4 separate regions of the Sus scrofa genome follow, and all the other regions are linked to region 2. Evidence: chromatin contacts called from public Hi-C, HiChIP or PLAC-seq and promoter capture Hi-C data. All regions are on one chromosome and are shown on one strand. The core of a region is the stretch at or near the end of the contact, and the rest is flanking DNA. Distances in the headings are between cores, read along the strand shown.

Region 1 (3,560 bases), core at 410-2,909, 180 kb before region 2:
CCATGCTCCTGAGGTGCAGCCCTAAAAAGCAATAAATAAATAAATAGTGAGGAAAATGAGGCTCTGGAGAGTTTAAGGAACATGCCCAAAGACATACAGCCGGTAAATGGTGCTGCTGGAATAGGAACCCTGGAATGTTAGAGACCACAGAACCCTCATCAAAATGGGAGTGGGGTGTGTGTGTGTGTGTGTGTGTGTGTGTGTGGATCAAAGTAAAGGGGGCTTAAGGATGGCTGGAACCTACCACAATTTGAGAAGGGGGCTTCACTGGCAAGAGGACAACAGAAAATTGTTTGTCTCCAGAACCTGGAATTCCCTGGGGAAAGTGTGCCTGCTTACAAGTGAAATATTGCTCTTGGCTCTTTATTCAGGGACTTAGGTTTAGGTAGACAAGAGGTCTCAAGGTGCCCCGGTGCCCCAGTCCAGCCCCTGGGTCTTTCCCTGGAAACTCTGCAGCTGTCTTCCCCACCATCATCCACCACCAGCCCTGTTCCCCTGTGCTGTGCCAGGGACTATCCTTTCCTGCGGCTGGGGAAGCAGACAGATGCTGGTGGCTGAGCAGATCCCTGAACCTCAGGCCCTCGGACCACCCCCACCTCTCACAGGGCCTCCTCCCCTGGGGCCCTTTCCGCTTTGCTGCTTTCTGCCAAGGAGATGCCGGCCTGAGGCCTGGCTGGGCCCCTCCCCCAGACCATGTAGAGCCATAAGAAGTGACAATTCCCAGCCAACTCCCCCCGCTTAGAACCTCCTGGCTGTGGGATCAGGTTGGGGTAGCTGGTAGGGCTGCTGGGGCAGGTCAGAGGAGAGGGTAAGGGGGAGGTAGAATGGGAGACTGGGGTTCAAGTGGGTGCCTTAAGCAGAGCAGCCTGGCTTTGGACAGAAGAGGGACACGAGCTTTTTTCCCAGCACCCCAACTCTGGCCACCTTTGCACCTGCTGCACCGGCCCCTCTCCCCCCAACCCTCCCCCCCATTCATATCCTCCTGGCCTCGCCCACTGGGAGCCCTAGGCTCCACTTCCCTAAGAAATCCCCCAAACTCTCTAGTCACGCCCAGTGCACGATGCATTGGCCTGGGATCCCGCGGTGTCTGGCGTACCATCCCGAATTGTATCCTCTGGGCATCTCCCGGCCTCACCCACCCGCTTGGCCCGCCCTCACGCCAGGTCCGCCACACAGCAGGCGCTCAATAATAATCTGGAGCGCAGGGCCAAAGGCGTCAAGCGAGTGGAGCCCACAGGCCGAGGGGGCCGGACACAGCCACCCGGAGCCCCCCCCGCCCCCGTCCCCCCACCCCGGGAATGGAGTGGCTTTCTCCGCGAGGCATTGTGTGGGGGCTCCCCGCCGGGAGCTGCGGGGGTCCCCGGGAAGCGCCGCGTGAGGGACGCTGGGCGCGCGCCGTGGGGCTCTGCGGGAGCCGGGTTCTCGTGGTCCCCCGGGGGCGAGCGAGCCGGGAGGGGAAGGAGAGGCCGCGCGGGCCCCTGGCACGGCTCCCCCTGCCGTGCTGGCGACCGCGGCGGGCCGGGGGTGGAGGGGCGCTGTTTCCACCAAGACGCCTCGTCCCTCCCTCGCGCCCTCCCCCACCCCGCCCGCCCGCGGTCCCTCCCGTCGGTCCCTCCCTCAGGCTCTTCCCTCCCTCCCGCCCTGCCTCCTTCGCGCCCGCCCCAGCCGCCGCCTGCGGGGACGTGTGTGTCTCTAGTGCAATTTCCCCTTTCGCTCGGTTGTCTGAGTGCAGGTCTCCGCTGGCTCGCGCCCCCTCCCCGGGCGCCCCCGCCGCCCCCTCCCCCGGCCTGGCCCTCCCCGGCGTCCACCCGGCTCCCCTCGCACTCCACCCCGCCCCCCGGAGTCGTTTTATCAGGGGCGCCGCCGTCTCACCTGGTATTTGCATCTCGCCCTCCAACTTGCCATTGGCGGCGCGACGTGTGGGAGAGCCCTGCGCCTCGCCCGCCCGGACCAGCCTGCCCCGGCGCCGAGGTGAGTCACGGGCGCGGGGCCGCGGGGGCAGGCGGGCAGGGAGGAGAGGAGGGAGGGAAGGAGGGAGGGGGACGGTGGCCCCGGCGGCCGCGGGGACCGACCGGGCGCCGCGCTCAACTTCCACTTCTCCTTTCGCCGGCGCCGAGGTCCCGGCTCCACTCGCCGGGCCCGGCTTCTGAGGGGAGAAGGCGGGCTGGCGGGGCTGAGGATCGGCGTCCCGGCCCTTGGAGCGGGGAGCTAGACCCCGGCCTGACGACCGAGCCCTCTCGGCCTCAGGTACGTCGATGGCGCCAGTTCTCCGAGCCTTCGGGGACCTCGGAAAGTTTGCCTGAGGGCGGGATCGGGGACGCCGGGGCCGCCCCGGGGCGTAGGGGTTGGGGGCCCAGGAAAGGGTGGGAGAGCGGCGGCGTGTCGCGTCCCGCCCTTGCCTCGCCCCACCGCGTGTTCAGTGGGGAACCCGGACTCCTGATCCCGGGTTTGAAGCGGAATCGATTTCCCGTGTCAGGGTGGGGGCCGGTCTGCGCGCTCCCGGAGCAGCCCGGGGTCCGTGACCGGGCCGATCGTGACAGCCGGCCCCCAAAGCTCGGGGCCCGAGGGCGGGAGGTCGGGCCTCACTGCGGCGGGGCTGCTAGATTGATCTGGCGGCCTCTAGGGCTTCTGGGACCAGACGCCTTAGGGTAACACACACACACACTCTCTCTCTCTTTCTCTCTCTCTCTCTCTTTCCCTTTCCCTCTCTGCCTCTACACACACACACACACACACACACACACACACACACACACACACACACACACACACACACACACACCTATGACTTGGATAATTGGATTGCCAAAATAGAGACCTCTTGGCAGCGGCCAGAGTTTCCGTGTGAGCCGGCCGCCAGCCTTCCCGCTCCCGCGTTCCCGCTCTCCCGGCTTCTCCCGCCTCTCTGTTCCCTCCTCTGCCGCCGGCTCGGGGACGCAGCAGCCGCGCAGCGCCGGTCCCCGACCGTCAGCGCCTTGCCTTTGGAGACCGCTGAGGCGGCGGCTTTCTGAATTTCTGGTCCCTCCATCGCACCCTCACTCTGCCGCCCTTCCCTCGGGATGCAGCCTTCCTGACCAGAGTCGCCTCCTGACCCCTTGGCTCCGCGCCTTGGCCAGGTTGTCCCTGGCTACCCCCCGCCACCACCCCCACCACACCCCAGCCATGGGATTTGATGGCCGTTTGATTCCTGCCCCTCATCCCTCTGCCCGAGATAGAAGCCTGTCTGGTCCTGCAGCTTCTTCTGGTTAATGTTTGACAGTTCGTTGTGGCTAATCATTTTAATTAGCTCTTAAAGTGGGGAGGAACAGTTAACCTTGGACTTCTCGATTTTGGCCTGGTGGGGCCTCATATGGGAGGAGTGCTGGGGAGGTGGGGAGGTAGCAGCGGAAGTGAGATCACCACCCCAGGGCCTGAGCCACCACTGCTTGGCCCCAACAGCTGGTGGGCACGCCCATCAGGGACTCACCCCCTGCGAGCTAACCCCTGGCCTGAGTGTCAGCCTTGTGTGGGGGGGTGGGGTGGCGAAGGGATCAGATCTAGCTCTTCCCTGTGGGGAGACA
Region 2 (3,723 bases), core at 138-2,637:
CCCCTTTCCTTTCCAGGAACCTCAGTTTACCCTAATTTTGAGGCAGAAGGGAAACTGGAGAAGGCAGTGCAGCCAGTGTCACCCACCTCATCTTCACTGGTACTCAAGGAGTAGTCTTTTGGCAAATCCTCTAGTTCTTCCTGTTGGCTTAAAGCCAGAAGGCTGCTAAAGGAGACGAAAGGGAAATAGTGTCACTTGAAATAACTTTTCTTATATTGAAATAATCTCTAAAACATAACTTCAGTTCTCAGTACAAAACAGATTATCCCCTGGAAGAGGTGCAAATCCAGCCGTGTGAGCATTTTTGGAAATTAGTCAAGACAATAAATTTAGACCACGGAAGGCAGGCATCACCTGAAAGAGGTGAGCAGTGGTTAGTAGCACCCATATAGAACTGCATGCAAATGAAAAAGATCTAACACTCTTCGGTGATTGACTGCCACCGCATTTCCCACCGACCTCTGGGGGTGAGGGGTGTAAAAATGTCAGACCCTAAGGTGGCAGAAGACGTTGTTGCTAGGCAAGGCAATTCCACCATTAATATTTATAAGCATCCTCCACACTGAAGACATCTGTATAGCTGCAGCTTACTCAAAAGTGACATCTTGATCACTTGTTCTCTGGGATAGGGAAACGGGAAATGGGAAGGAAGCAGCTGAGTATACCATTTTCCCTGGAGCCTGTTTGACAAAGTAGGTGCTTAACTAGGGAGACTGGTACCCAGAAACAAATTATAGTCTACCATTACCTAACAGTATATGTCAATCTTCGCAAGGTAACCATTACTGCACAGATTGTATTTACTTCCCCTGGGGGAGGCATAAACGATCACAGAAAATGTCGTGGATGACTACAGTTAGCAAAGGTTTCCAAGAAAAAGGGAGTTTATAATGCAGGCACTGCCTGCGCGGAGGGTTTCGCTCTCTAGCAGCTACAGAAAAAAGGAGTCACGTGACTCCTCGAGGAAAGTGCAACATGTTAACTTAGCTGGAGAGGGAGAGGCCTCGTCAGGACCAACCGGGATGACACTAAAAAGCTAAGGAGCAGAGGGGGCGAATTAAATTAAATTAAAAGAGCTCTAAAGGATGGATCACGGAAATAGTAACGAATGGCGAGGTCTTGGGAGGAGAACAACTGTCGCCAGTTAAAAGGAGGACTCCATTTCTCAAAAGCCGGGGAACCCGGCTTCCAACGAGACCCAGACCCACCCCTCCCGTCTGCTACCCCTCACCTCTTCGCAGCCTGGCTCGCGCTCATCTCGGCAGCCTGTCTCTCACATGGGCCAGGAGCGGAAGCCGAAAGGAAAGCAATTTCCGTGCCGGCCGCAAAGCAATTTCTGCTTCCGCCAATCACGCGCGACAAGGTGCGTCACTTCCGGCCCGCCCCTGAGGCGTGCGAGAAACTGGAGCCACTTCGGGAGGGGCTTGCGGGGAACCTGGAGGCAGGAGATAAAAGCTTGTTTAGCGGGCGGAGCCTTGCTTTCCCCACCCACCCCTCGACTCGCGGGCGTGCCAGAGTCGATCCTCCTCGCCCCGGGTTTCCACGCGGCGCAGGTGTGCGAAGGTGCTGCGCTGTCAGGAACTGGGTTGAGCCTTCCTGTCCCTACCTGATCCAAAAGGAAAGGCTCTAGCGTCCGTCCGTGATCGACAGCGCCCTGTGAGCCTGCCGCTGGCCAGCTCTAGGCTTGGTTGACCGCCCAGGAAATGGCCAGCTTTGTACTAGGCCCTGGCGATCCGACGGTGGACAAAGCAAGTTTCCTCTCTTAAGGAAAAATCCCCTTTCACCTCGAGCCCCCTTGTAATTGCAGCTCTGAGTTCCTACTTCCCTGTGTAACAAAGTTTCATCCAAGAATGGGCTGTGTCAGTGGCCGCAACTTCCTTATCTCCCATCAACTTTTAAGAATTTTTCTTTAATTAAAAAGAATTTTTTCTTTAATTAAAAAAAATTATGGGGCATTTTGGCTGTGGCGCAGCGGATTAAGGATCCCTCGTCTCTGCAGCGGCTTCTGGTCGATTCCTGCAGGTTGATCCCTGGCCCCAGGAACTTCCATATGCCATTGGTGCCTGGGCGTGGCCAAAAATAAATAAATAAATAAATGAAAATAAAAATTTTTTTAATGTAGAAAAGTAATACAAGAAAACAGGCTTGGCATTTATTCATCGAAGCCACTCCCATTTTGCTTTTCTCCCCCCCACCATTCCACAGAACCTGCTCTGGACAAGATCGTCAGTGATACCTGAGGCTCCTAAATAAAACACTTCTCTGTCCTTGTCTGCCCAGAACTCTGTGGTATTCAATACTGTTGGTTGGTTTTCCTAGCCATATTCAGGGAATGTTTTTGACCTTCTACTATGTGCCAGGCCTCCTGGCACTGGGGATACATTGGTGAACAAAACAGACATGTTCCATGACTTTATAGAGTCTACTTTCTAGTGGGATTAAAGACAATTTTATCGTGGTGGAAACTCCATCCTGGGCTTTTATGACACCACTCTCCTGGTGTCTTAGCTTTGTAACCATCTTCTCTTCTTTGCTGGATACTTTCTCTGTACTTCCTAAATGATGTTCCCTAGGTTCTGCACTCAGTGAGGTTTGTTTATCTCACATGCTCTTCCTAAGCCTTTAACACTTGTATGAGAACTCCAAAAACCCACGTTCTTAGCTCAGACTAGTTATCTCTGATTGCCTTCTGGCAATCCTTTTTATCCCACAGGCAGGTCACCCGTGAAGTGTTCAATGATTTCTATCTTCCCTACCAGAGTTCTGTATTTCTCATCTCTAAGACTGGCACCATCAACTATCCGGTTAATTAAATCAGAAGTCTGAGTTAGGGAGTTCTGGCTGTGGCACAGGGAGTTAAGAATCTGACTGCAGCGGCTCCAGTCGCTGTGGAGGTGTGGGTTCCATTCTCTGTCCGGCACAGTGGGGTTAAAGTATCTGTTGTTACCACAGCTGTGGTGTAGTTCACTCAGAGTCAATCCCTGGCCTGGAACTTCCACCCAGATGCTGCCATAAAATTTAAAAAAGAGCCCGAGTCATCTTAGATTCCTCTCTCCCTTATGCTTTACAGTGGTCCCCTCACGTTGTCAGTTCTACTTACTAAATCTCTCTCACCAATCTCTCGGCCTTTCTATCATTATTGCCCTTGCATCAGACCCTTGCAATTTCAAGCCCATGAATGTGTTGCTGTCATGTTTTCTATAAAAGGGGAACATTACAACATGTGGACGAAGAGCATGGGTTTTGAACTGGACTCTGGATTTGAATCTTATCTCTGCTGCTTACGAGCTTTGTTATTCTTGAGTTAGTCACTTAACCTCTCTGTGCTTTTGTTTCCTTATCTTTAAAATGGGAATTATAATAATACATTGGATAGCTGTGAGAACTAAATAAATTAATATGCACTCACTATATATACTAGAATAAATGGCAAGCCCTTAGAATAATACCTGTCCTACATTAAAATGCTCAATAAGTGTTAGCTCTAATTATTTTTCATCTACTTATTTATTTTTGGTCATCCCCAGCATATGGAGTTCTGGGCCACGGATCAGATCTCGACCTAGCAAGGCCAGATCCTTAACCCACTGTGCCAGCCCAGGGATCAAACCCCCCAGTGCTCGGAAGACACTGCACCACGGTGGGAACTGCAGCTCTAATAATTTTTTACAGGGTTTTCAGTCTTTACTTTCTCTTCATCCAGAAACATAAGTCATGTCATGC
Region 3 (3,706 bases), core at 185-2,684, 230 kb before region 2:
ACAACATGATGCATCCTGTAAAATACTTTACAAATATTAGGTCATGTAATCTTCATAACAACCCTATGAGATTGATAGATGAGGAAACTGAAGCACAAGTGACTTTTCCAAGTGGCAGAGCCAGGATTCAACTTGGGGCAGAAGGGATCCAAAGTCAATGGTGCTTGACCACTGAAAATATTACTTTGGGTCCCAATGAATTCACCATCTGAAATATCATCCCTTCTCCATTGTCTATTTGAATTTTAATACTCATCCTTCAAGATGTAGCTTAAGTAACATTTCTTGTATGAAGTCATTCCTTAGCTTTTCCATCCCATACTTTTCTCTTGCTCTGGCACTACATCAGATATTTAAATGACCAGTGTATGTCATCTTCCCAATCAGACAGTGACCACTTCCTATACTATTCACATCCCCCAGAGCTCCTCTCATAGCACAGTCCAAATGGCAAGTGCTCAATACTTGTTAACCAAACATGTAACTCAAAGCTTTGAAAAAGACATATTTTGCATACAGCCCAAAGTTTATTTCCAATTTAGCTTACATGTGGTAGAGTCAAAACACCTATCTGCACTCAGCCTCTCACCCTACTCCTCCAACTCTTTTAAAAAATCTGCTTAGGATTTCTCTCATATAAAGTCGGTGAAGCACAAACTCTTTTTGCCGGCATCCTGCTCTCAAGCACCGAAGCCGTAACAGCCGACTACCGCAGCACCCGGTACAGCATCTAGGACACAGAACCGCACAGTATAAAAGTGGTATGGGAAAGAGTGAGCGGAATGTCTACTGGTCCAGGAAACAGGCGCTTGGTAGGAAAGCGCCAGCAATTTGTAAAAGACGGAAGTCCGCTCCGAATCTGGGAAGCCAGGTTCCCCGGCAGGCCCTGTGGAAAGACTGGAAGTGGACTTCAGCAAGAGAATCCGGAAGGCTTATTACCTAGTAATTAGGAACCTAAAACAGAAGACTAAACCGCGGCGCTGAGGCCACGCTTTGTGAGGTACTGTTACCGCAGCAGTACTGGCCACAACCAGGCAGAGCGGCCCCATCAGCCGCTCCTCGGGCAGCTTTCCAAAAGCGCTTACCCACACGTGTTGCCACCAACCTGCGGAAAATAGCTAGCAACTCCGGCTGGGGTCTTTGCAAGTGTGAGGGCAGCTAGGCACATGCGCACAGCTTCTCGCCGTGCGGGCCAATCGCAATGCGGCGCTGAGCATCGCGCCTGCGCAGTAGGCCTCCAGGCGCTCTTCCCCTTCCCTGCCGGAGCTGGCCGGCTTAGCTGTCCAATGCCCACCCGGAGCTGGGAGGAGGAGCCTGCGTAGAGTGCGTGTGAAGGGAGCAAGGGGAACGGCCCGGGGCCCTTGGTGTTTGACCCGTCCGTCGGTGCGTAAGAAGAAAGGAAAGGAGGCGGCGGTCCAGAGTAGCGGTTGCCGAAATGTTCCGGTGTGGAGGCTTGGCGGCGGGTGCTTTGAAGCAGAAGCTGGCGCCCTTGGTGCGGACGGTGTGCGTCCGAGGCCCGAGGCAGAGGAACCGGCTCCCAGGTGATTGACCCATCCCGGTAACCCCCACCTCGAAGTCCAAAGGCCTGGGCTCCAAAGGCTCTCTTTGCCTCTCAGTCCTAAGCCCACCCCACCCCCACCCCAGGGGAAAAACTAAACACACTCACAGTCGCTAAATTCCGAGGTGGAGAGATCTAAACTGTGAGTTTCGCAAATCGTGCTGACCTGACCTTCAGGGGATTTGAGCCCAGTAGTCGGCTTGAGGCCTTTTCCTGGGAGGCTTTGCTGTTCGGGGATAACAGACCAGCTGGCTGTCTCCTATTGTCCGATGCCACCTCGCAGCCACCCCCAGTTGGCCTTTTTAGAGCCGTGAGGTCAAGTCGACTTTGTCGTTTGTCGGTTGTGAGGCCCTAAGCAGGACGTTTAAGCTCGACACCTCAGGTCCTTTTGTAAATGAGTATATTGCCTGCCTACCTTCCAAACCCCACCTGTGATTCATAGATTTGAGCGCCCTGAGAAGCAGAAACAGTGCAATGAAAGTAAAGAGTCAGTCGGCTATGCGCCAGACACCAGGAAGAGTTGGCCCAGAATTCATTTGACATGTCTGGTCAGTGGAATTCTTGCTGGTCTCTAATGCTTCTAAGAAACAGTTTGCAGAACGCATTGCATTTGCCCTCCATGAAGTTGTTTCATCAAATGTTAGAGCTGGAAGGGATTTCGTGGTAAAGTTCAACCCATTCATTTTATAGATAATAAACCGAGGCAAAGACAGGTGAAATTACATGCCCAAGGTCACAAACCTAATTAATAGGCAGAGCAAAGTATAGTTTTCCAGTCTTTATTTCCCTAATCCCCTCGCCCTAACTCCACATTGCTTTCTAAAATTTGACCTCAGAAGGTTAAGAATGAATGCGGTTCCCCTTCAGCCGGTTGTGCATCAGATACCCTTGAATGTATCCAAGCTTATCTCGAGCCTGCTAATCTTCAACCTGCACAACTTCAGAGGGGTAAAGAATCATCTACCTGTAGGAGGTGCTGTTTTGTGGGTTTTTTAGTCAATAATCTTTGAATGGCCACCTGAAGATATTCATATTTGCAATGTGAGAAATGATCCTTGAGGCCTTTTCTTTCTTTTTTCTCTTTTACTTTCTTTTTTTTTTAAGGGCTGCACCCAAGGCATATGGAAGTTCCCAGGCTAGGGGTATTCGAAAGTTGCCCAGAAATTTACACAGAAACTTAAGTAAGCTGAAGATTTTCATCTACACACACTGGCCTTTCAAACTTTATGTACTTATTTTGCCTAAATTGTTTTGTGGGAAAACTAAGAATTATTGGCAATAGAGATCCTGAGGAGGAGTTCCTGCAGTGGTGCAGTGAGTTCGGAATCCAACTGCAGTGGCTCAGGTCCCTGCAGAAGCTCAGGTTTGACCCCCACCCCCCGCCCACTGAGTGGGTTAAAAGATTCCCTGTTGCCCTGCAGGCGTAGCTCGAAGCTAAGGCTTGGACTCAGTCCCTGGCCTGGGAACTTCCTTAGGCCACCTATGCTGCCAATAAAAAAAAAAAAAAAAAAAAAAGGAGTGAGAAAAAGAATGTATATATTTATGTATGACTGGGTCACCTTGCTGTACAGTAGAAAATTGACAGAACATTGTAAACCAGCTATGATGGAAAAAATAAAAACCATTAAAAAACAAAAGGAAAAGAAACAACTCACAATTTTTGCCAGCATTATGAAATCTGACCAAAAACGTTCTCATCAACTAAGTATGGATTTACAAAGGTAAATTGGTTTATTAGACATTTGAAGGTGGTTAGTAGTATTAGAACTGAAGAATACAGAAAATGTTCTTTTCCATTGCATGACTTTGTTTGAAAGCAGTCTGCTGTAGAGTATATTCCGACTTCTTGACATATCCATCCATCTCCTTGTGTATACTTATTCTTTGTCTTTTGGCCAAGCACCGGAGTGTAACGTTCCCTTTAGCAATGGGAGGAGATGAGGTCACAATTTCAAAAAGAAATGATTGTCATTTTAGGGATTAACCTTGTCTTGTGGCTCGATTTACTAATTGCTTTTAATCTGATTTCTTTTGCACACAGTAGCATTTACCATGTTTTTGCATAGATCAAGAAGAAGCATTTTTTATTGATATGCCATTTCCTCCTCCTTTTCCCCCCTTCCTCCCCACTAGTTCTTCACCAGGATT
Region 4 (3,524 bases), core at 131-2,630, 140 kb before region 2:
ATGGGCAGCTGCCTCCTTTCCCCATGTCTGTGGCCACCCCAGGACACCAGGGTACACAAGGAACGCAAGGCTGCTTCCTGCAGTGACTTGCTGTCACCAGGTGCCTCGAGGGACTCTGAACTCCTGCCTTTTGCTGATGACCCCTTCCTGGGACATCACTATGGCCTCATCTTTGGGTGGAACCGAGTGGTAGAAATGTCAGGTCCGGTGGAAGGGGCGGGGCAAGAAATATTATTAGTCTTTCAGACCCGACCATGTTTTGTTTTGTTTTGTTTGCTATTTCTTGGGCTGCTCCTATGGAGGTTCCCAGGCTAGGGGTTGAATCGGAGCTATAGCCACCGGCCTACGCCAGAGCCACAGCAACACGGGATCCGAGCCGCGTCTGCAACCTACACCACAGCTCCCGGCAACGCCAGATCGTTAACCCACTGAGCAAGGGCAGGGACCGAACCCGCAACCTCCTGGTTCCTAGTCGGATTCGTTAACCACTGCGCCACAACGGGAACTCCCCGATCATGTATTTTTAAAGAGGCAAGTGTCTCCGGCTCAAAGGCCGCTGGATCTGAGGTGAGTGAGCTCTTTGCCCTCTGGGCCGCTCCCAGGCTTGGGAGGCCAAGGCGGTGGGTCGCAGCAACAGCCGCCGCCTTGGCACGCCAGGCTGGGGGCCCGTGTCCAGCAGGTGGCGCTGTGGAGCCAGCGAAGGCGGGCGGGCGGGCGGCCGGGCGGCCTGGCGGAGCCGGGGAAGGGAGAGGTGGCCAGGGCGGGGCCTGCCGCTCCAGAGAGAGACAGCCGAAGCCGACATCTTCCCGTCCCTCTGTCCTGACCGTGAGCCCTCAACCAAGGCCTTTCTTCGCTCGAGATCTTGGAACTTTCCCCAGGGCCCCCGCCCCCTCCACTTTCCGGGGGGGGGGATTTAGCAGTCCTTTGAATGCCCTCTCCCCATTGGCCGGCCGCGCCCTGGCCCCGCCCCCTTCACCGCCCCCCCCCGTCCCCCCGCCTCCCGGACTAGCAGGTGAGCACGCGGCTGGCCTAGCCTTCAGCGCCGGCAGCCGCTCTTGTCCTGGCTGTGCGAGTGAGCCCCGGCCACCGCCCCGTGCCGCCGGGCGCCTGGCCTGGCCCACCTCCCCACTGCGGCCTGCTTGTAGCTATACTTTCACGCGGCGCCGCTTTCAACCGTGAAATCAGCGATCCGGGCGCCGGCGACAGCCGTTTGCCCGCGGATGGCTGCGGCCGCCCGCGGCACGAGCCCGGGCTCCTGGGGGGCCGGCATGCGGACGGGGTGACATCCGAGCCCAGCTGCACAACGCTGCGTCTGGCCAGCGCCCCTTGCCGGCCGTGGAAAGCTGTAGTCTAGAGGAACACGTGGAGTCCGGCCCGCCCCGCTGCGGGGTCCAGAAGGCCCGAGCACTTGGCGCCTCCTCCTGGCAGCTAAGCAGGCAGTCCTCGGGGCCGACTCCATCCCCCCCCACCCCAAACACACACGCACACACGTCTCAGCAGGGGCGGGACCCTCATAGGTTAGAATACGGAACCGACAGGAGTTTACCGCCCAATTCACCACCCCGACCTAAACGGCGATGCAGGGAGAGCGGAGGAATGGCCCTTTCTCAGGGAGAGTGAGACTTGAGCAGGGCCTCCCTTTCAACCCTGCGCCCCAAAGAGGAACATTCTGGTAAGGCCATCATTAACTCGGCTCGTGACTTCAGCATGTAGGAGGAACTAACTCCGGCTAAACAGCCGTGTTTACTCAATGTGATTCTCCTGTGTCGTCCGTAAATTGAGCCCCATTTAGGTCCAAAAGATTAGGTTCTCGCTCACCTGAGGTCAGCCTGGGTGTTAAGCGGTGGGCAGGCCCTTTCCCCCAGGCTGTACTGAAAGGATCAGCTCATTTAGTAAGAGGCCAGCATCCTCACCCCAGTGTGGACCAGGGATGCTGATTTACCTCCTGCTTTATGGGATTCACAGTCCAAACCTCCTACTTTGATCTTTCCACTCTGGGAGAAGGGTAGTGAAAGGACTCCAGAGGTGAGGGGAAAGGAATCTGAAAGCGAGAGACAAGAAACTGCTGTCTGGTTCCACTTTTGTTTTTGGTCTTTTTGTCTTTTTAGGGCCGCACCCTCAGCATATGGAGGTTCCCAGGCTAGGGGTCCAATCGGAGCTGTAGCCGCCGGCCTGCACCACAGCCACAGCAACTCGAGATCCCCAACCCACTGAGCGAGGCCACGGATGGAACCTCCTGTCCTCATGGATGCTAGTCGGGTTCGTTAACCGCTGAGCGAGCCACAGCGGGAACTCCTGGTTCCACTTTTAACTCACTTTCTCCAGAGAAATAAAGGGGTGTGTGTACCCTCACACCCAAACCCAAGCCCCCAAGGCTGTCCATGGGTTCCCAAAGGACCATTTCCTGGTCCTTTGGGGTCATTCTGATTTTGCCCACAGCATCTCCCTCCTGCCCTAAATGGAAATCTTTATAGTACCCCCACCACTCACTCATCATCCTTCCTTCTGAATCTCAAGCAATCGCCCTTTCCCCTCCCTCTGCCTGTCCTACCTCCAACACATTTTTACCAATGTAGTAAAGTCAAAAAAGCCTTGGAGTTCCCGTCATGGCTCAGCGGTTAACGAACCCAACTAGCATTCATGAGGACAGGAGGTTCCATTCTGGCCTCACTCAGTGGGTTAAGGGTCCAGCGTTGCTGTGGCTGTGGTGTAGGCCGGCAGCTACAGCTCCAATTAGACCCCTAGCCTGGGAACCTCCATATGCCGCGAGAGTGACCCTAAGGAGACCAAAAAAAAAAAAAAAGCCTCTGTCACTACCCAGTTTCAAGAGTTCCCATAGTTCCCCATCGTTCAAGGCAAAGGTCAAAGCCATGCTCCTTGGCACAGCCGGTAGGGCTCCTACACCCTCCTTCCCCATTTGTCCCTTCAAGCTGCCATGACACTGAAGTGGGTTGCAGTTTCTTGTACACACGACCCTCCTCTTTATCTCCCAGCCCGTGCTCAGATGTCCGCTTAGTTCGAAGATTCTTCCCTGCCCCTCCCAATTCCCATTTTCCTACTTGTCAACTAGGCATCACTTCCAACCACCCTGGGGCCCTTGCGCATTCCTCTGAGCTCCCACAGTATCCTGGGCCCAGCCGGATCCTCGCACTCACCACATGGCCTCAGGTGTGTTCGGGGACCCAAGGCCTCGGGATCAGAAAGTGGAGAAGCGAAGGCCAACAGGGAGATTTAATGCTGCTCCTCCATCTGAGCAGAAAGACCAGGGTCGAAGCCCGCTCCTGGGGTTTGAGCAAAGAGAGCAGCGCGCAGTTCACTCCGAGGGCTGGCTGGCCTCCCATTGGCCAGACACGCCTCCCACCCCCGACCCCGGGCCTGTAAGCTGACAGTGCTCTCCGGAGGCCCAGCCCAGCCGCAGTGAGAGGCCCTATGAACGGAGCTTAAAAGGGCCTCCTCCCAGGCCTGCAAACCTCTCCTTCCCCTCAAAACAGTAACAGGCTTGTTCAGGTGCCAGTACTCAGAAG

What was found. Promoter capture Hi-C pulls out the DNA fragments that hold promoters and counts their contacts. A called contact is a pair of places that touch in the nucleus more often than the background predicts. HiChIP or PLAC-seq counts read pairs in DNA pulled down with a chosen protein or histone mark.
Region 1: a contact with region 2 is called in a Hi-C map of skeletal muscle, with 5 times the contacts expected there. The contact joins the promoter of ELF4 here to the promoter of UTP14A in region 2. A contact is called at or near these places in 2 of 5 promoter capture datasets (fetal liver and liver), 2 of 47 Hi-C or Micro-C datasets (both in skeletal muscle) and 2 of 2 datasets of contacts at active chromatin or transcription factors (alveolar macrophages and skeletal muscle).
Region 3: an H3K27ac HiChIP or PLAC-seq map of alveolar macrophages shows a contact between it and region 2. The contact joins the promoter of AIFM1 here to the promoter of UTP14A in region 2. A contact is called at or near these places in 2 of 5 promoter capture datasets (fetal liver and liver), 1 of 47 Hi-C or Micro-C datasets (fetal liver) and 1 of 2 datasets of contacts at active chromatin or transcription factors (alveolar macrophages).
Region 4: a contact with region 2 is called in a promoter capture Hi-C map of fetal liver, with 3 times the contacts expected there. The contact joins the enhancer-like site here to the promoter of UTP14A in region 2. A contact is called at or near these places in 3 of 5 promoter capture datasets (fetal liver, fetal skeletal muscle and liver), 5 of 47 Hi-C or Micro-C datasets (embryonic fibroblasts, fetal skeletal muscle, fibroblasts and 2 more) and 2 of 2 datasets of contacts at active chromatin or transcription factors (alveolar macrophages and skeletal muscle).

Annotation. Positions count from the first base shown.
Region 1 is chrX:106,659,439-106,662,998 of Sscrofa11.1, reverse strand. ELF4 (ETS-related transcription factor Elf-4) reads left to right here and starts at 1,659. Exons shown (of 9, transcript XM_003135369.4): 1 at 1,659-1,971. LOC106507037 (a long non-coding RNA gene) reads right to left here and starts at 1,982. Exons shown (of 4, transcript XR_002340829.1): 1 at 1,873-1,982.
Region 2 is chrX:106,476,692-106,480,414 of Sscrofa11.1, reverse strand. It overlaps UTP14A (U3 small nucleolar RNA-associated protein 14 homolog A), which reads right to left and starts at 1,387. Exons shown (of 15, transcript XM_003135366.4): 1 at 1,232-1,387; 2 at 87-165. The coding sequence starts at 1,257.
Region 3 is chrX:106,705,851-106,709,556 of Sscrofa11.1, reverse strand. It overlaps AIFM1 (apoptosis inducing factor mitochondria associated 1), which reads left to right and starts at 1,434. Exons shown (of 16, transcript NM_001297632.1): 1 at 1,434-1,541. The coding sequence starts at 1,436. It also overlaps a transcript of RAB33A not described here.
Region 4 is chrX:106,614,102-106,617,625 of Sscrofa11.1, reverse strand. No RefSeq gene overlaps it. Among named protein-coding and RNA genes, the nearest start is that of ELF4, 45 kb to the left of the region's middle. Within about 2 kb of position 1,380, at least 34 of the 83 cell types and tissues checked have an H3K27ac peak or open chromatin away from gene starts, as enhancers often do. A contact at or near this core is called in alveolar macrophages, fetal liver, liver and 2 more, where this site is marked.